Regions from separate parts of the Hordeum vulgare genome. Here region 1 is linked to region 2. A link is a contact called in public Hi-C data. All regions are on one chromosome and are shown on one strand. Each heading gives the region's core, a stretch centred on a gene start, on an enhancer-like site or on the middle of the called end of the contact. The rest is flanking DNA. Distances are from core to core; before and after follow the strand shown.

Evidence for each region. A called contact is a pair of places that touch in the nucleus more often than the background predicts.
Region 1: a Hi-C map of seedling shows a contact between it and region 2, with 4 times the contacts expected there. The contact joins the promoter of LOC123426059 here to the promoter of LOC123426040 in region 2. A contact is called at or near these places in 1 of 6 Hi-C or Micro-C datasets (seedling) and 1 of 1 datasets of contacts at active chromatin or transcription factors (embryo).

What each region holds. Positions count from the first base shown.
Region 1 is chr1H:95,936,740-95,942,045 of MorexV3_pseudomolecules_assembly, reverse strand. It overlaps LOC123426059 (dnaJ protein ERDJ3B), which reads right to left and starts at 2,941. Exons shown (of 11, transcript XM_045109838.1): 1 at 2,630-2,941; 2 at 2,286-2,434; 3 at 2,046-2,175. The coding sequence starts at 2,709. It also overlaps the pseudogene LOC123397128.
Region 2 is chr1H:95,021,339-95,026,727 of MorexV3_pseudomolecules_assembly, reverse strand. It overlaps LOC123426040 (protein SYM1-like), which reads right to left and starts at 2,080. Exons shown (of 7, transcript XM_045109824.1): 1 at 1,396-2,080; 2 at 1,099-1,239; 3 at 880-993; 4 at 614-787; 5 at 1-29. The coding sequence starts at 1,794.

The DNA of each region.
Region 1 (5,306 bases), core at 1,692-4,191, 910 kb before region 2:
ATGGAGGCGGAGTATATTAAGTACTAACCTTCAAGAACAAGGGGGGTGTTCAAAGTTGTACTAATTACCATGGGATTAAGCTGATGAGCCATACAATGAAGCTATGAGAGAGAGAGTCATTGAGCACCGCTTAAGAAGAATGACAAGCGTGACCAAAAATCAGTTTGGTTTCATGCTAGGAGGTCGACCATGGAAGCCATTTTCTTGGTATGGCGGCTTATGGAGAGATACAGGGAGCAAAAGGACTTGCATATGGTGTTCATTGACTTGGAGAAGGCCTATGATAAGATACCTCGGAATGTCATGTGGTGGGCCTTGGAGAAACACAAAGTCCCAGCAAAGTACATTGCCCTCATCAAGGACATGTACAATAATGTTATGACAAGTGTTCGAACAAGTGATGGCGACACTGATGACTTCCCGCTTAAAATAGGACTGCACTAGGGGTTGGCTTTGAGCCTTATCTTTTTGCATTGGTGATGGATGAGGTCACAAGGGATATACAAGGAGATATCCCATGGTGAATGCTCTTTGCGGACAATGTGGTCCTAGTCGATGATAGTCGGACCGCGGGGGTCAACAGGAAGCTAGAGCTATGGAGACAAACCTTGGAATTGAAAGGTTTTAGACTTAGTAGAACTAAAACCGAGTACATCAAGTGCGGTTTTAGTACTACTAGACACGAGGAGGAGGAGGTGGTTAGCCTGGATGGGCAAGTGGTGCCTCAGAAGGACACCTTCTGATATTTGGGTCAATCTTGCAGAAGGATAGGGATATCGATGAAGATGTGAACCATCGAATTAAAGCCGGATGGATCAACTGGCGCCAAGCTTCTGGCATTCTCTGTGACAAGAGTGCCACAAAAGCTAAAAGGCAAGTTCTATAGGGCGGCGGTTCGACCCGCACTGTTGTATAGCACTGAGTGTTGGCCAACTAAAAGGCGACATGTGCAGCAGTTAGGTGTGGCGGAGATGCGCATGTCAAGATGGAGGTGTGACGGAGATGCGCATGTTGAGATGGATGTGTGGCCACACAAGGACTGAGTCTGGAATGATGACATACGAGATAGAGTTGGGGTAGCGCTGATTGATGAAAAGCTTGTCCAACATCGTGTGAGATGGTTTGGGCATATTCGGTGCATGCCTCCAGAAGCTCCAGTGCATAGCGGATGGCTAAAGCGTGCCGATAATGTCAGAAGAGGTCGCGGTAGACCGAATCTGACATGGGAGGAGTCCGTAAAGAGAGATTTGAAGGACTGGAGTATCACCAAAGAACTAGCCAAGAACAGGGGTGCATGGAAGCTTGCTATCCATGTGCCAGAACCATGAGTTGGTTGCGAGATCTTATGGGTTTCACCTCTAGCCTACCCCAACTTGTTTGGGACTAAAGGCTTGGTTGTTGTTGTTGTTGTTGTTGTTGTTGTAATAACCCTGAACATGATCTCTTGGATCAACGACAAACACAAAACTGGTGCATATGTCAACACTCAATACAAATATTAGAAATGTTTGATATATCTATGGTTGACACTGCCAGACCCTACAGAATGGGAACCACATGATCTATGATCTAACAATACATGAATGGGCAGCTCAGGGAATATTTCTACTCAAACAGGAGTGTCATTTCACTACTTAAGTACATGCCAATCTTCATGTATTCAACACGGTCATATGAATTACCATATTCCCTATCGATTGACGAGCAAATAAAATTTTGACAGTTCCCTATATCTGTAAACAAAAGATCCATGTGATGTAATATCTCTCTTGATATGTACAGCAATGTAAGGGCGTCCGGAACATGTTTAGTTGAATCACCAGCAAGCATGTACACATTATGGCCTAGTGACAGATTGTTTCTACCTTCTAAGTCGACAGTTTTTTCCTATGTATTTTGACATCTCTAAACTTGCATAGATAGCAAATTATTACATACTAGTACATTGTGATAGCTCAAAATAGGTCACACACACTGTCTACATGGCATACTGAGATTGAGGAGCTACTAAAATGACAGATGCCAGGCAACATTTTTGTCCTCACCTGCTGAAGATGTCTTGCATGTTCATCCCTCCGCCGCCTCCTCCTCTCCCGCCTTGGAACTGCTTCAGCCCCTCCTCACCATACCGGTCATAGACCTTCCTCTTCTCCTGATCCGTCAAGACCTCATAAGCTGCATGGTAACAACACATTCAAACATAGATCCCCTTAAATCGAATTATTCAAGCTCAGCGAGTGGAATTTCAATCCTTTTGCTCGTAAGTCCTAACACAGGATTAGTACCATTATTGATCTCGGCGAATCGCTTGGTAGCCTCCTCATTGTCAGGGTTCTTATCAGGATGGTACTTGAGCGCGAGCTTGCGGTACGACCTCTTGATCTGATCCTCCGACGCGCCCTTGGGGACTTGCAGCACGTCGTAGAAGCTCTTCCTGATCCACACCAACAAAAACACCACGCAATTTTCAGCGGCTTCCAAATGCCAATCCGATATTTGAATCACATAGAACTCGCACTTGGATCGAGAGATCAGCGCTGAATCCGCGGAGGGGGGGGGGGGGGGGGGGGGGGGTGGTATAAGATCTCGAAGAAACTACGCGAGGATCGACAACTGTTCCGAGCATTACCCCTCGATCACCGCCGCGAGATGCAGCAGCAGCGCGAGGACGGCCGCGAGCCGAGCCCCGCTCCTCCGCGGCGCCGCCATCCCCACCTCGCCGGGTCCCGCTCGACCTCCCCCTCAACCCACCGGCTAGGAGTTAGGATCAGGATTCCCGCGGCTCGCGAATCCACGCGTATGCCCCTGCGGTACTGCCGACCTCCTCCTCGTCGTCGTCGCCGCCGTCGCCGTCTTCCTCAGTGGCTGGCCCTCTCGCCTCGCGGGTTAAGGGCTTCGAGAACTAGAAGGGGAAGGGATGTGGAGCTGCTTTTCGGGGAGACGTGGAGGCGGGTGATGTGGACCAATGGGAAGCCAGATGTGCGGGGCTCCCGCAAATGGGATGGTTCCACGTGGATAAAACGACCGCATTAAAGGAACCGCCCGTTGCACCGCGTCAGGTTGACTTAGAGCATCTGTAGTACTCCATCTGTACCACAATATTTGTTGTTGGGAAGAATTAAACTAGTTCTCCCCAACAACAAATATTATGGAACAGAGGGAGTATAACCCTCAAACCCTTAAAACAAAAATCAGTTTTAAGGGTTGAGAATTACACATTTTTAACACCTTTAAGGTTTAGGGTTGAGGCAAAGACTATAACCCTCAAACCCAACCCTTATAACGGCCGTTATAAGGGTTGAGTTTGAGGGTTCTAGTCTTTGCCACAACCCCAAATCTTAAAACTGTCATTCATATATCACACATTTCATCACATTTCATCATATGACATATCACAAATTCAATCACATTTGACATAAAACAATAATCATTCTAGTTATTATTACAACACCGAATAAAACAATAATCATTCAAATCATTACAACAATGTTTGAGCAAATAACAACAATTGTTCGAATCAAATAGGACATAGAAAAGTAAAACAAAGATACATCATGGGCCAATGCGTCGCCCATCCAAATGCCAGTGGTGCTCTACTAGATCATCCCGGAGCCGACCATGAGTGGTTCCATCCTCGATCTCACGATGTGCTTCAAGAAAAACTTGTATGCGAGAAGGGTTTTTTTTCCGGTTGCACACGGGTACCAACATTGTCATAGAAACAAGGGAGGTTTAACCCTCTCTCATCCTCTAGGATCATGTTGTGTAGAATCACACAACATTTCATGATGTTCATCAAGGTTTTTTTGTCCCAAAACCTTGCTGGACCCCGAACTATGGCAAACCTTGCTTGCAAAACACCGAAAGCTCTCTCAATATCTTTGCGGGCTGCCTCTTGTGCCTTGGTGAAATGAGCCTGTTTTCTTGTTAAGGGCACCCCATTTTTCTCCTTGATGGACTTCACAAGAGTTGCCCATTCGGGATAAATGCCATCGGTGAGATAATATCCCATTGAGTACTCATTGTTCATGATTTTGTAGTTGCAAGCTGGAGCATCCCCAGAAATTAATCTTTTGAACAAGGGAGATCTATTGAGGACATTGATATCATTGAGTGTTCCCGGCAACCCAAAGAATGCATGCCAGATCCATGTGTCCTCCGATGCTACGGCCTCAAGAACAATGGTAGCATCACGGCTTTTACCGCAATACATTCTCTGCCATGCCTTTGGGCAATTTTTCCACCTCCAATGCATGCAATCAAGACTATCAAGCATCCCCGGCCATCCCCTTTTTTCATTCATTTCCATTAATCTCTTTGTATCTTCCTCGTTTGGTGCCCGGAGATACTGCTCACCATACAACCGGATGACCAACTTGGCAAACCTACGGACGGACTCCGTGGTTGTATCTTCCCCAATGCGAAGATACTCGTCGGTATAATCCGCGGGTATGCCATAAGCGAGTACCCGCATTGCCGTCGATATCTTTTGATATGCACTAAACCCCATGATACCGGCGGCGGATCTACGACGTGTAAAATAATACGAGGCGGCCTCACAATCGGTGACAATCTTCACAAACAGACTACGTCTCATCCGGTACCTTCTGCGAAAGAGACGAGGAGGGTATGTAGGTACCTCCGCGAAGTAGTCTCGCATCAAATGCTCGTGTCCGAGAGCGCGGTTCCGGTAGATGGTGAGTCGCCCCATCTTCGACCCTCTCCTCTGATCCAAAAGCTTCACGCGGTCTTCAAACGCTTGCCCGTCGACGAGGAGGCTCATCATCTCGACGTCGTCGTCTTGCAACAACTCGTCAATGTCTGAATCGTCGGATGACGACCAATCCGGCGAATCCGACGACGAGTCCATCTACATACGAAGTGGCTACAATTAGTGCCAATGAAGCAAAAATTTAAAACTAAAAAAGTAAAAAAAAAAATCTCACCAATGAGCGGAGGGGCGGCGGCCGAGGCACGGTGGGGCGGCGGGGCGGCGGCCGGGGCGCGGAGGGGCGGCAGGACGGCGGCCGGAGCCTGGGGACGGCGGGGCGTCGGCCGAAGCGGAGGGGCGGCGGCCGGGGCGGAGGGGCAGCGGCGAGGCGAGATGCGGACGGCGGCGGGTGCGGAGGGGCGGCGGTCGGGGCGCGGCGGGGCGGTGGCCGGGGCGCGGAGTCGCGGAGGGGCGAAGGGGCGGCTGCAGGAGCGCGAGGTGGTGGCCGGATCGCAGGGCGGCGGCGGGGCGGCGGGTCGACGGCCAGGGGGCGGAGGGGCGGCGGCTGGAGCGCGGGCCGGCGGCGGGGCGAGAT
Region 2 (5,389 bases), core at 831-3,330:
TGTGCAAATGGCCACAGCTTCCATCCAGCCTGCAATTACAATTCAGATAGATCAACACTTTGAGCTTTGTAACAAAGTAGCAAGATAAATAAAATGGGCAAAAGGTAATATACAATACTCTTATATTGCAGCACAACTAATCCTATCGATCACATTTCACTTTGTTTCCATTTTCTCTCATCCACCTCCCAAATTCTTTCACAATGGTGTATCAGATGTATGTGCACCTTATTTAGTTAATTTACACCCATTAACACACACGTGTACTCCCTCCGTCCCAAAATAACTGTCTCAAACTTAGTACAACTTTGTACTAGAGCTAGTACAAAGTTGAGACACTTATTTTGGGACGGAGGGAGTAGTTTCTAGTGGACCTAAAAGGCCTGAAGACAATAATACTACGCATCAACAAATGAAGAATGAAGAAGCAAAATGCATATCACCTCTGTATTAATTCGCTCTACGTTCTACATTTTCTAACGGAACAACAGGTAGTATACGGTATATCATGAAACTAAGGTCGTCAACATTCACAGTCCCAGTGTCCAATGATACTTAGTCTGGCACAACCACAGAAGCATAATTCAGAATTTAAAAGATGACTGATGCTTACAGTAAGCATGGGGAAGAAGGTGGCCTTGAGCTCGCTGAATATGGTGAACGGAGATTCCCAGCGAAGGAAGCCCAGGGCGACGAAGTAGATGCTGTTCCACAGCGCAGACCAAGCCGTCTGATCAAACGCAACCTTGACAGGCACAGCCCACCAATCCTTGAACGGGAACAACGACTGATGCAAGAAGGTCGATGCATTCATGTCAGTTACCTCATCAAACATCAGACAAACTTGTACCAGCCAGGCTTCAGAATCACAATCGTTACCTCGCAGAAGTGATAGTAGTAGTGCGAAAGGGATCCGTGGAGGGTGAACCCTACGAGGCCAGACCGGAACATGCGAGTACGGTCAAACTCGAAGATGGGCTTGCCTTCGTAGCACTGTAATAAGCAGGAGTAGCACAGACAAGAAGAACCGTATTAGCTATTGCAGCAGCAGAAAGGGAGTCAGTCAGTGAGCAGGGGGGAATTGGATTGGATTGTCACCTGGGCTATCCAGTCGCCGAGGGAATAGACGACGCCGCTGATCATCATCTTGGCAAGAACCGGATTGGCCTTGAGGGCCTCCTCGTAGGCCGACCAGTTGTGCTCCGGCATGTAGCGCAGGATCTCAAAGATAGTCCACCCCTGCACCAACCAAATCCAATCAAGAGAAACAAATGTTAATCACCATCCATCACGAACCCGCTATCAACCGAGATTATTTATGGGTAGCTATTAGTAGTCGAAGAGAAGAAGCAATTTTTTGGCTGGAATGAATCGAGGAGGTCCGTCCGTCCTTACATGCCAGTAGTCCTGGTCGACGGTGAGGAGCTTGGTGAGCGCGTAGGTGCTGGCGCCGAGCACGATGGCCGCGTTGATGCCGCGGTCGAGCATCTTGTTGCCGTCGTCGCCGCCGCCGCCGGGGGCGAAACCCCCGCCCACATCGCCCTGGAAGGCGAGGCCCTCCGGCAGGTCCTCCAGCAGCCCCGCCGGCACCACCCCGTCCAGGTCGCCGGCCCCGGGCCCCGGCAGCGCGTCGGCCGGCTCCGCCGCGGCCGAGACCCGCAGGGCCCGGCGGAGGCGCCTGGAGGACCCCGCCAGGCGGACGAGGGACGGCGCGGCGGCGGAGGCGGAGGCGGAGAGGGGTCTGCTGGGGATGAGCCGGCTGCAAGCCGGGGAGGTGGCCACGGACGCCGCCATCGCTGCCGCCGCTCTAGCCCCGCAAGCTGCTGAAGAACCTCCCACCACCACACACGCGCGCGCGCGCTGAGGCTGGTTGGCTCTGGGCTTCTGGCACCTGATTGCTTCTCGGCTTCTCGCCTTGACCGACGTTGGTGTGAGTTTCCGACCGGTGCTTTTTTCTGACTGGTGCTCGCGTGGTTTTATCCGCCGGGGCTGCCAACGACCGCGTGGAGCTTGTGGATCTCTCGCGGCCGCGCCATCCTGCGGAGGAGGGGAGTCGGCAGTCGTCTCGGCCGGGGTAATCTCGTTTCATCCGGGGGAAATTGATTCTGATCGACGATTTTGTGGTGGGGGAGCGTGTGGGACTCGGGCGGGCCGAACCTCTCCGCCTCACACCGTGGGCCAGTGCACCACGACAGGGTATCCTAGTTCCAGGTTCCGTGGAGCCCGGCGGAGATTCCACGCCTCCGGTGACCGGTGGTGCCCAACTGCTTGCTTCTGTGGCCGTTCTGTCCTGCGCCTCGTAAATTGATTGATTTCCCATGCACAAAACCTACATGTTTTGGTCATTTTTGTGTGGACCTAAAGAATCACCAGAAAGAACTCGTCTGCAAGAACACAGACCAGCTAGCTGAGGCCAACTTCAATACACGATACCAAACAGAAGTATGTTTTGTTTAAATTTTATCCGTTTGTTAAAACAATGGAGTGGCGTCCGTATGTTTTTCTGCATGTACCGGCCGTGCGCTCAATGCACGGCCGCTGTTGGTCCGCCACAACGAGGAAAAGGTCCTAGAACAATGCGAATATTATACAAATAGTTTCACAGATAATAAAGTTTCATGTTCAAATAAAAACACAATTAAATAGTTTTACAGTCCAATCGAAATTGTCTTGAATAGATGAGACGTAAATGAACCGATACATCTATTTGTTGTCAATGTAAGCGCACATGTGCTCAATCAAGTCATCTTCAGAGGTTGCCGGTTGTTGATGATCACGCTCAACATTTTCATCTTGAAAATTAAATTCTTGATCATAGATGATGTTATCATGCTCATCCTTTACTATCATGTTGTGCATGATCACACAAATAATCATCATCTCCCAAAGCTTTTGAGTGCTTCATGTCAGTGTAGGTTTTAAACAATACCCCATCTTGATTGAAGCACATCAAAACCATGCTCCACATCTTTTCTAGCACTTTCTTACATTTGGGCAAATCCCTGTCTCTTCTCTCTTTGTGGATTGGGTATCTCTTTACAAGAGTTGACCACTGAGAATATATACCATCAGCTAGGTGGTATCCTTAGATGTAATGGTTGATATTGGTCTCAAAGTTGACCTTTGGTGAGTGGCCTTCTACATGCCTTGCGAACTCTTGAGAACATTGAAGCACGTTGATATCATTGTAAGAACCAGTAATGCTGGAAAAAAAATGTCATATCCACAAATCTTATGAAGCTACCGCTTCGCGTATGACAGTGGCACCTTTCACATGCCCCTTGTACTGCACCTGCCAAGCAAATGGATAGTTCTTTCACTTCTAGTGCATACAATCTATACTATCAAGCATGTCCGGAAAGCCCCTCTCGGCATTGATCGTCAACAACCTTTCTGTATCAATGGTAGTTGGCTCTCTCAAGTACTCAGGGTCAAACACTACCACCACAATCTTGCAGAAATTGTACATTGATAGGAATCATGTGTACTCACTCATACACACGTACTCATCCATAAGATCGCGTGGAATTCCATACACAAGCATGCGAATAGTTGCAGTGCTTTTTTGATAAAAGGAGAAGTCAAGCTTTCCAAGGGCATCCTCTTTGCACTCAAAGTATGGGTCATATGCTACCAGTCCTTCTCGAATATGATTGAAAACATGTCTCGCCATATGGGAGAGGCGACGGAATTGATGTGATTTGTAGAGCGCGGTATTCTCAAAGTAATCAGCATATAGCAGGGTATGGCCGCTCTACCTATTGCAGTTCAAGGCCGGAGCATGACTCGAGATTGATCTCCTGAACCGAGGTCGCTGCCTAGCAATGTGGTAATTGATGACCAATGCAGCCACCACAAGCTCTTCGTCATCCGCTGAACAAATGAAGTTGTGGAAAAATACTTATCCCGACTATCCATGGTACCTTATGAGCAAAGTGTTGAACACCTTATAGTAGTGTTGGACACACGAAGGGGAACTAGACAGCAGGCAAGGTTGGTGTTGGCGGGCGACGCCATGCGGCTATGCAGCGCCTACCGGAAGGTGTTGGGGTTAGCTTCTCTCTGCACCGGAAGAGCCATGAACATTGGCAAAAACTCATCTGAAACACTTGCGTGAGCCGGCTATGACAAGTCGCGGTCGTGGTTTGGGTGGCCTATCAAGAAAGCAAGGAAGAGGGACGTCAAAAATGTGTACCAACGGGTAGCAACGATGGAGGAGGACAGAGGGAGGGTAGTGGAAGAGAAAAGGGCGTCTGAGCCATCTATGGGCGGGTCAGGGGAGGACAAGGGCACACGCCCCGCCCGTCCGTGCGTTGTGTGTCTCAACGCAAATAAGTCGAAATCAAACAAAAACAGACATTTGTCTATTTTGCTTCTGTGTGTTGGACCACAATTTATGTCTGTTTTCTTTCAAACGGACGCGGTCGAACCATTTGAGGTCGCACGTTGGAGTTGGCCTGAGGTCTTACCGAAAAAGGCTTTCGCCCCGCTTTATATATAAAGCAACGATCAACATACAAAATTCAAACAACCGCACACCACACACACCCAAGGCTGGTACAAGGGGCCGACGATCAACAACAATACTCCAAAACACCAAAGAAAACAACTAACAGACATAAGAGCATCTAAGGAACTATGGAGCGCTCCACTGAGAATGAGTCGCCGCGAGGAGACGACGCCGAAACTCGATGACCCAGGAACTCCAAAGCGGTGCTTCCAAAAAAGAAACGACACCAAAGAGCCGCAACCGCCCGATCCACTGAATCGAGGTTTTCACATGAAGTGCCTCGAAGGACGCAGGGCTGCCGCGATGGAGCCTTCAGGAAGGGAACGCCGCATGGACGTCGCACCATTGGTTTGGTCCAAACCATACGAGGTTTTCACCTCAGCCACCACCCTCCGCCTCCACCTAAGGTATGGCACGATAGGAGAACGTCGGCCGCACCACCACCGTAGATCGGTGAAGGCCCACCCCATACCACCCATGCAGCCATGACAACAAGCCTGCCAGCATCCGAGCCGCGAGCTCCGCCCATGGGCCAGTGGCTCCCGCTAACAGGGATGCCTCCCTGCTTCCACACACTCCGGACACCATCAAAGGTGCGTGCTAAGGTTCTTCACCAGCACATTGGCAACACCGTCCCCAGATGATCGTTTGAAGCCGCACAAAGCAGCACATCACCAGCCAGCAGTTTTTGACCGGTCTTAGATGAGTGCACTTGGCTCATACACGAATGCACATGATGGATTTCTCTACACTTTTTGACGACAACTATGGCAGATCTTCGTAATGAAAAACTAGCGGTACCGGTTTCTACCGGGTATCGCACAAGCATTGGATGTATTCTGCGATGCGTGCGTACAAATTAATCGTGTACTGTAGTCA